3 separate regions of the Mus musculus genome follow, and all the other regions are linked to region 2. The links are chromatin contacts, called in public Hi-C maps. All regions are on one chromosome and are shown on one strand. Each heading gives the region's core, a stretch centred on a gene start, on an enhancer-like site or on the middle of the called end of the contact. The rest is flanking DNA. Distances are from core to core; before and after follow the strand shown.

Region 1 (2,700 bases), core at 156-2,655, 210 kb after region 2:
CTGAGGTCAGCACAAGTCTAGTGTCTGCCGCCTGCCCGAGCCTGGGCCCCCGGCCAGCAACCCACCTCCAGAGACTAGTGCCAGGACATACTATAGTGTTTCCATTTAAGGCCTGCCACTTGGATGAGCCCATCTCTGAAGTTTCTTAACACCACCTTTCCAGGAAGAATTTTTTGGGGAAAAGGGAGGTGGTGTCTATTTTTTGCCACCGCCTTCCCTTGGGCTGTCAGAGCAGTCTGCCTCTCAAGAACTGGATCCTTTAAAATCACTGCGTTATGTTTCTATTTGAGGGATTTTTTTCAGAAATTATATATCTATGCAAACAAAAAACATATATATGTGTATGTATATATATATATATGCAATCGCATTAAACATGTATGGGACCAGAGACGTTTCCCATCATCTCACACCAATCGCACAAACCGCAAAGAAGAAAAGCCAATAAAGAGAGCAAATCCAATGCATTACCGTCCGTCTCTCTCCAAACACCAAATTAATGGCAACTTTTTAACCAACACACTTTTCTTCTGCAACAAAAATGGGTGTTTTCTTGCCCAAGTACCTTCCTCCATAGCTCCTCTGCCGTGCAAGGTACGTTCAGATCTCCAGGGGAAGAGGGAGGTAGGGAAGGGTGGGAGACGTAACTGGCACAAACTGGACAGAGCCAAGCCAGTCTCTGAACCAGACAGAAGTCCATGCACGTAGTGAACCCACAGGCCCACAATTCTCCCCAGCGCGCCCAAGGTTCTAGCCTCACTGTTTTGGTTAGTGTCGAAGGAAGGGTTTTAAACTTGGCAAAGTACTATGCAACATCTGTAACCACATCTGCCTTCTGGGGATCGGAAGATGAATCCCACATTCCTGGCTTTGAAGCTTTTTGAAACTGCAGCTAGGAAGGACAGAGGGAGGGAGGGAGTTGAACAGAGTTTATTGGCTGTCTCTCCAGCAGAAAATTCCTCTTGGAAGAGATGGATATTTTGTGGGTGGGGGTGACTGGCCAATCTCTTTAGTCTGCCAAGCTCAGCTTAGAAGGTGAGCCCGGGGCCGTGAGGCCAGATCGATTTATAAGTCCGAGGCGCACACCCTGCAGGAGTTCATCCAACGCACACCCGAACCCCCTACTCCAAGCCTCTGTCCACCCCGGATCCCACCGGCAGCCAAGGCCCTAAGCAAGTCGGTTTCGTTCCGCCGCGGCTTCCCCCCACGTCGAGAGGGCACGCAGCTTGCCGGAGAAAGAATGAAAGCGAGGGGGAGGCACCGAGACGCCCACCCTCCACCTCCGATCCCGGTCTCGCCTCCAGCTAAGCTCCCTCCTCCCTCGGTCCCCAGCTCCGGCGGCGTGGCCGGCGACCTGCTCTCACCTCTGGTCCAGCGGCGGTCGGGTGCTGAACCCGGGGAGGCGGAGAGCTCGAGGCGACCGGGAGCTGCAAGGCGGCGCGGGAGGGCGCGGGGCGGGGCGGGGCGCTGCAGCCGGCGTGGAGCCCGGAACTCCGCGGGCCGCGGGCGGGTGGCCCGGGCGGCGGCGGCGGAGTGCAGCGCGGCGCGGCACGGCGCGGCGCGGGGCGGGAGGCTGGCGGCCACGGGGCCGGGGCGCAGGCTGGCGGCAGGCACCGGGCTGGAGCCGGGGAGACGGCTGTCGCGGGGCGGGAGGCGGAGGGCGGGGAGGAGGGCGGAGGAAACTTGCGGCGGCGCGGGGCTCGGCTGGGGGCGGCGGGGAGCCGGCGGCGGCAAAGTTCCCCCAGCGCTTGGGGGCGGCGGCGGCGGCGGCGGCGACCGGGAGCTGGAGCGGGAGGAGCGGGAGGAGGAGGAGGAGGAAGTGGCTGCGGAGCGCTCGGCCAATGAGTGTCTGGAGCTGTGATTAACCAGGCAGCAACACATCATTTCCTCCCGGCGCGGATCCAGGGAGCCGGGAGGGAGAGGGCCGGCGGCGGGGCGGGGCGCTCCTCGCGCCCCCTGCAGGCGCCCGGCCCCAGGGATTCCGCCCGCCTAGCCATGCTCGCCCGCCGCCCCCGACCCCCGACCCTTCGGGCCGCCCGGGCTGTGGGCTGCTGCGAGCCGGGCTGGCGGGACGCGGGGGAGGCGCGCGGCACGGGGAGCGGCCAGGTAGGCGCGGGCGGGGCCGTCTGGACAGCTCCCGGGGCGCGGGGCGGGCGGACAGCAGGCAGCCGAGCCGGGAACTGCGGGGGCTCCTGCACTCATCTCCAGCCCTGCGTGTCAGGCACAGGGGTGGATACTCAATGCTCCGCCTCAGCCAGGCCATCGTTGCCTTGTCTTCTGATCCCCTTCCACTATGCTCATTTCCTCGCAGGGTCTAGGGTTATGCAAGCGTTTGCCATTTTCGCAGTCGGCTTCCTTGGTAATAAAAATAAGCAAGTCTGGGGGGTGGGGGGGGGGGGGGCTTCTGCAAAAATCCCGCCCTGTCCTAGGCGCCACGGGAGCTTACAGTAGGAAGGAAGGAACATTCTCCGCCGCAGAGAGGCTGACAACTTTGGTCCTTAGAAACACAAAAACACCCCAGTGTGCTAATATTATCTGGAGCATCAAAAAAGGCATGCAAGGATCAAATTTTGCATGGTGCCCGCTTAGTGTTTGGAAGCAGCAAGCCATTTTCTCTGCCCTCTAGAAGCTTATAATGCACAGTCCTATCACAAAGCAAGAGTAAAATCATGACACCAATAAATGGGGAAAACATAAAGT
Region 2 (2,718 bases), core at 209-2,708:
CACAGTCGATTTCATTCCCACCGATGAATTTTGTAAGCTCCGACACCCCGCCCCCCAACCATCATCCTCCTGGCTGCAGTAGAGTGATTGCTTTCCTAAAGATGGCTAAAATGTTTTCATCCTCCAATTTTATCACTTAATTCTCTCCAATTATCGCTTTTTAACTTGAATATTGTTCTTGGTAATTCTCTCAGGCCATCTGAAATCTGTACATGACAGCAATCATACGACTCAAAACAATCTCTTGCACATGTCGCCACGAGGAAACTACCCACCCTGAGTATAGCTATTAATGTCAAACAGATTGTCATCTGCAAAAAAAAAAAAAAAAAAAAAAAGCATCAAAATCAGCTTCGGACAAAGTACTGCTTTATGGAAAAACACCAGGTTGTTTTGGGATTTTGGGGGTTTTTTTTTGTTTTGTTTTGTTTTTTTAATGTACAAATGTCTTTAATGTCTGGTTGAAATTTTTAAAGAATGAATTAGGTTGGAACCTGTCCCTGTTCTCTGAAATCCAGGGCAATGTACAGAGTATAGTTCCAGAGCAGACTTTTTTTTTTTAAGCAAAGATACATTTGCCTCAGTTTCTAGTAAACATCGTAAAAGAAACGTTTGGATTCTAGCTCGGGTCGAGGACTCTATTTAGCCTATCGCAACACAGACCTGTTATAAACGCTGGGACGCTTGCCATACCCCCACTTCCGGAAACTGAATTTAAAAAAAAAAAATCATACCTCGAAAGCAACATGCATTGTGAGCTACGCGTACGTAAGCCCCTTTCCTGCCTCCCGAGATTGACACCAATGGCCTTTGGAATATACTTCACCTCCGAAAACTCAGACTAAGTTGCCAACTCCTCCCCCACCATGCTCCCACCCTTGGTGCGTCTCTCTCGGGCTCCACACAGTGCCACCCCCAGAGCGCACCTGCACCCCTCCAAGTCTCTGCAGTGTGAAGTAGTGGCTCCCAGATCCCAGCCAAGCAAGCACCTACAAATGCTCCCCTACTCCCTCTGCTGCAAACTGTCCTCAAATTAATCACCCACCTCAGTCCCACTCTCCAAGCCCCACGTCCCTGTCTCCTTTCCTCCCTTGATGATTTCGTCCCCCAAACACCTGTACACCCACGGCTGCCAGACATCAGGTGCCCACGCTGCGCCCTGCCCTACGCGCTCTCAGCCCACTGATGTTTCCCCATTAGGCTTCCCGGACGGCCACCTGGCCCAGAGTACCTTCCGTCACCTCTGATCACCCGCAGACCGCCCCCACTGCCACCCCCACTAGCTTGGGAAAGAGACACCCACTATACCTGCCGCAAGGTCGGCGGCCAGGGCCACCAGCAGGAGGGCCAGGCTCAGTGCGGAGCCGCGCGCTGGGGTCATGGCCACCCGGCGGCGGTGCAAGGCTTCGGGGTCCCAGAGCGCAGCCCGCAGCGCGGGCCGCTTTGAAGTTCCCGGGGCGCGGGAGGGGAGCGCAGCCGCGACACCCTTCGGAAGTGCGCGGTTGGCTCTAGTGACAGCGGGCGCTCCCCTCCGCCGCCTCCCCCATCCCACGCCCCCCGCGGCTGGCGGCGCGCCGCTCCTGCCACTGGCCCCGCGGGCTGCCTCGAGGGACCGGGCCCGCCCCTGCCGCGCCTCCACGGGTACGGCTGCCAGCCACCCTCCCGAGGGCGGGGCAGGAGACCGAGGGCGGAGGGGTGGCGGGGAGGTGACACCTCTTGTGGGCGAAGAGAAGCGGGCCGCGCCAGGTCCCCGAGATTAGCTTTTCCTTGTGGGGGTGGGAGTGGGGGAGTGGGTGAAGGAGAGCAAAGCCCAGCTGAGACTTTAAAGACACGTAGGACGGCAGCAGCTGCTTTCTCTACAGTCTCCTACAGAAGATCCACCTTTCTAGATCTCTCCACATTCATTTATTCGTCCCCTAAATGTAACTAGCCTGAGCCATGACAACACCACAGGCTGTTCCTCCAGACCTGCCCCACCCTGACAACCCCAGCTCTTGGGTCTGTGAAAGTGCTCTCTCTCTCTGTGACTCCCTGAAAAGGACCCCAAGCACCATTGCCTTCAGACCACACAGCTCTGTTTTACCAAACAAACTCCATTCATTCCTGTCCTCATCTCAAGACTTCATGTGCCCTATAAAAACGATGCACAAAGCTGAGACAACTGTGCCAGGTGGCATAGCCATCTATAATGAGGAATGGAAGTAAAGGACCAGACACAGACACAGACACGTAGAAGGTATCTCTGCAGTTACAGAGTTAGCAACTGGAGGAGGGAGGTAGTTAAAGAAAAGAAAAAGGAGAATTGCTCACCATCACCACCACCACCACCACCACCACCACCAAACTTGCATCCTCCTGCAAAAGCTTACTAACAAATGGCTGCTTCCCATCCAGATCCGGGCCCCAAGATATAAAAGTAGCCATCACCAATTAAATAGAAACAAATATAAACTCCATTTACTCATGCAGCCTGAAAGGGAAAGTGAATGGGATTGTTTTCATTTGAATGACACACAAAACCAAGACTACAAAGCCTGTGCTATCACTGGTGGTAGAAGGCTCCTCCGAAGCGCTTGAGTCACATCAATTAATTTCTTTAGAGTAAGAGATACCTCTTCACCTATCTCAGCACTAAACGGCAAACGTTCTTTCTGAAGCTTGAGAAAACTCTGTAAAGATGCCTTCGCTGTCAAAGGATGATGGCTCTGTTGGAGGCGG
Region 3 (3,028 bases), core at 329-2,828, 170 kb before region 2:
CTGCCTAGCTCTGTTTTGGCTTCAGATGTGTGATCGCCTGCTGCACCTCTCACCATGCATGGCAATCTGACCTTTCTTCTCTAACTCATTTACTACCCCGTTTCTTTCTTCTCCCAACTTTATCTGAATTAAGTCCTACGTCCCGTGGTTATCTCTGTGTTTGCTATAAACAATTTGCAAAATACACATGATCCTACCCTCACTCTGTCTAACTTGCCAGCTTCAACTTCTGGTGGTTTCTGGTTCTCCTAACCTACTTTAAAAGCCAACTCGAGTTATGAACACAGACGTTTTCTAAGAAAATGGAATTGCAGGGACTACCTTTTTTTTTTTTTTCTGTGTAACAGTCATTGTAGAATTGCATCACTCAGAACGGTTAAATGTAATGTACAGTTCTTGGTAACATGGAAGGTACAGTGTGCTTTCTGTCTAGGATCAGGTTTCCGGGAAGGGAAGGGCTCTCTGCACCTTCTGAGCTCCTGCCCAGTCACCTCAGAATGAAACACAGTCAGAGCTGTATGTAGTGGTGGCCATTCCTATTTCCAGCACTCAGAGGGCAGAGGATGATGGCTCTCTATGAGTGAAACGCCAGTGCGGTCTACACACTGGGACACCATCTCCAACAAACAAAAAAGTAAATAAAATATTTGCAGCAAGTAGAGGATCAATCAAATAACGCCTATGCTATTATAGTCAACCTCTGTCCAAGGAGTGGAGTTCTATAACATCATTCTGTCCCAAATGATGGAGTCTGCTCTGTCTGGATAACTATAATAGTATTATTTATATCAGATAAGTTTTAATATATTTAATTTTTAAGTCAGACTTAGACTTGCAAGAAGGTAGTGAGTGAAAAGTTGAGAGAGTTCCCATGTGTTCAGTCACCATTGGTGGGCAGCCTCCCCCATTACCAGCATCCTGCCTCACAGTGGTGTAGGACACGCTATCATCACTCCAAGTCCAGAGTTCATACTACCATACATTCACACTTGCTGTTCCACATTCTATGGCTTTGACAAATTCATAATTATGGACAATCAGCATTGTAGCATTGCACAAAATGGTTTCACTACTCTAAAAGTCCTAGGTTCCATCTCATTGATTTTTGCATCCTGCCTAAGCCCTAACCTTTACTGTACCCTAGTATTGCCTCTATCACAATGTCATATTGCTCTGTGTGTGTGTGTTTGTGTGTGTGTGCAAAACCTTTTCATATTGTCTCATTTCATCTAGTAATATGCTGTTAAGTCTTCCCCCGTATTTTTCCTACCCAATAAAAATAGCTGTTCACTTTATCTCTAAATAAAATATGTCTATCATCATTTGTCTATTCATTCACTTGCTGAAGGTTACTGTACTCTCTTCAGTGTTTTCCACTTCTGAACCAAACTCCTCAAACATATGCATGTGTGCATACTTGTGCAAGTGTGTGGAGGGCATGACTTTCAACTGATTTAAAACACAGCAAGTAACAAGTTGTTGGATTTTATGCTAAGACTGTATCTAGTTTAGCAAGAAGCTGCTAGACTCCTCCAATGTAGCTGTGCTATTCTGAATGGCCACCAGGAGTCAATAAAGGTTTCTGTTGCTCTAATTCACTGCCTGAAGATGTTTTGGGTCAGTGTTTGGGGATTGTACCTCCGTGTGTGTGGGAGGGTGAAGGGTTTAAAGGCAATTGTGAAATATTGAGTGTTTTCTATTAATCTCTTCTTGGGGGATGTGTTTTTCATCCTCTTGAATACCAAATTGTATTCTCACTATTGAGTTCTATGGGTTCTCAGAATAGATTTCAACTTGTAACTGACTTTTTCCTTTTTTTTTTTTTTTTTTTTTTTTTTTTTTAGGAACAGGTTCTTACTATATAGCCCAGGCACGGCTCAACATTTAAATCCTCCTGGTTCTGTCTACACATGCTATAAGTATAGATGTGCACACCGATATTTATCTGCATTGTTGTTCTCTTGACAGTGTCTTATAAACATCAGAAAGATTCAATTTTACATCACTCAACATCGGTTCATAAATGCACTTGGGCACATGGAGTCGTGACATCAGGATTAAAATAACGGACAGATGAGAATACCCAGAGCAAGGCAGCCAGGGCAATGGCTCTTCTGCTCTCAACTCCCACCCCAAATCTGCCCTTCTCGTTTTCAGTCAAGTCTTAAAGAAGACTGAGAAGGGGGTGGGGGAAAGACAGCCTGGGTGGAGACAGGAAGGAAGTGCTGCTCAAGTTTTCCATCTGCTCCCAAGGGCAAACCTCTCACCACTGAGCCAATAAGAAAAGCATTCTCAAACCTGTAAGAAAAAGAGCCAGTACTAGCTTCCATATATGCACCTAAAATAGCCTGGGCAATCCTCCTTCACATCTCTAAGGAAAGAAAAAGACTTGGAAAGGAGAGCCCTGAGCTAATCACACGCTGTATCCCAGACTGTGTACACACCACTATCTTCCACCCAAAAGCTTGTGTTTGACTCACAGTTTTGGAGTGGATACCTTTAAATGGGCTGAGATTGAAACTTTCATAAAACTGAATTGTGTTGTGTTTCTGTTTACTATAGAAAGACAACACCTCAAGGATCTGCCAAAAGAAAAGATAAACTTGGCAAAGTTTAAGTGATTAGAAGAGAAAATGTTACTTCTAATACCTGTGCTCCTGGCAAGTTGACTATATAGTAAACTCATTAATAAAAGTAGAAACATCATGAGCTGAAGAATCACAAGAAAGACTGGAATTAGTCCCTTGGCTATTAACATGACATTTAGACAACAAGATGAAGCAGAAACTCTAAATCAAAGATCAAGCTATGAAGATTTGACGATGACAGGACTCAGAAACGCAGAGTCACAAGAGTGAAAACAGGTTATAGAATAGGAGAGCAATGGATTTAAATTTTGACTCTAATTTGAGGTAGAGAGGAATAATATATATATATATATATATATATATATATATATATATATATATATATATATATAATGTACAAACACATTCAAACGAGTACAATAATATGACTCATAGAACAG

The links. A called contact is a pair of places that touch in the nucleus more often than the background predicts.
Region 1: a Hi-C map of cardiomyocytes shows a contact between it and region 2, with 2.2 times the contacts expected there. The contact joins the promoter of Acvr1 here to the promoter of Acvr1c in region 2. A contact is called at or near these places in 2 of 39 promoter capture datasets (hippocampal neurons and liver), 4 of 484 Hi-C or Micro-C datasets (cardiomyocytes, cerebral cortex, cortical neurons and 1 more) and 1 of 115 datasets of contacts at active chromatin or transcription factors (forebrain).
Region 3: a Hi-C map of Th1 cells shows a contact between it and region 2, with 4 times the contacts expected there. The contact joins the enhancer-like site here to the promoter of Acvr1c in region 2. A contact is called at or near these places in 4 of 39 promoter capture datasets (the 3T3-L1 cell line, embryonic stem cells, hippocampal neurons and 1 more), 5 of 484 Hi-C or Micro-C datasets (Th1 cells, brown adipocytes, cerebral cortex and 1 more), 3 of 115 datasets of contacts at active chromatin or transcription factors (forebrain, neural progenitor cells and thymic regulatory T cells) and 2 of 9 other capture datasets (adipose tissue and pancreatic islet).

The regions. Positions count from the first base shown.
Region 1 is chr2:58,565,423-58,568,122 of GRCm38.p6, forward strand. Acvr1 (activin A receptor, type 1) reads right to left here and starts at 1,406. Exons shown (of 12, transcript NM_007394.3): 1 at 1,365-1,406. It also overlaps a transcript of Upp2 not described here.
Region 2 is chr2:58,356,300-58,359,017 of GRCm38.p6, forward strand. It overlaps Acvr1c (activin A receptor, type IC), which reads right to left and starts at 1,459. Exons shown (of 9, transcript NM_001111030.1): 1 at 1,309-1,459. The coding sequence starts at 1,381.
Region 3 is chr2:58,187,528-58,190,555 of GRCm38.p6, forward strand. It overlaps a transcript of Cytip not described here. Among named protein-coding and RNA genes, the nearest start is that of Gm13546, 25 kb to the left of the region's middle. Within about 2 kb of position 1,579, at least 27 of the 459 cell types and tissues checked have an H3K27ac peak or open chromatin away from gene starts, as enhancers often do. A contact at or near this core is called in Th1 cells and thymic regulatory T cells, where this site is marked.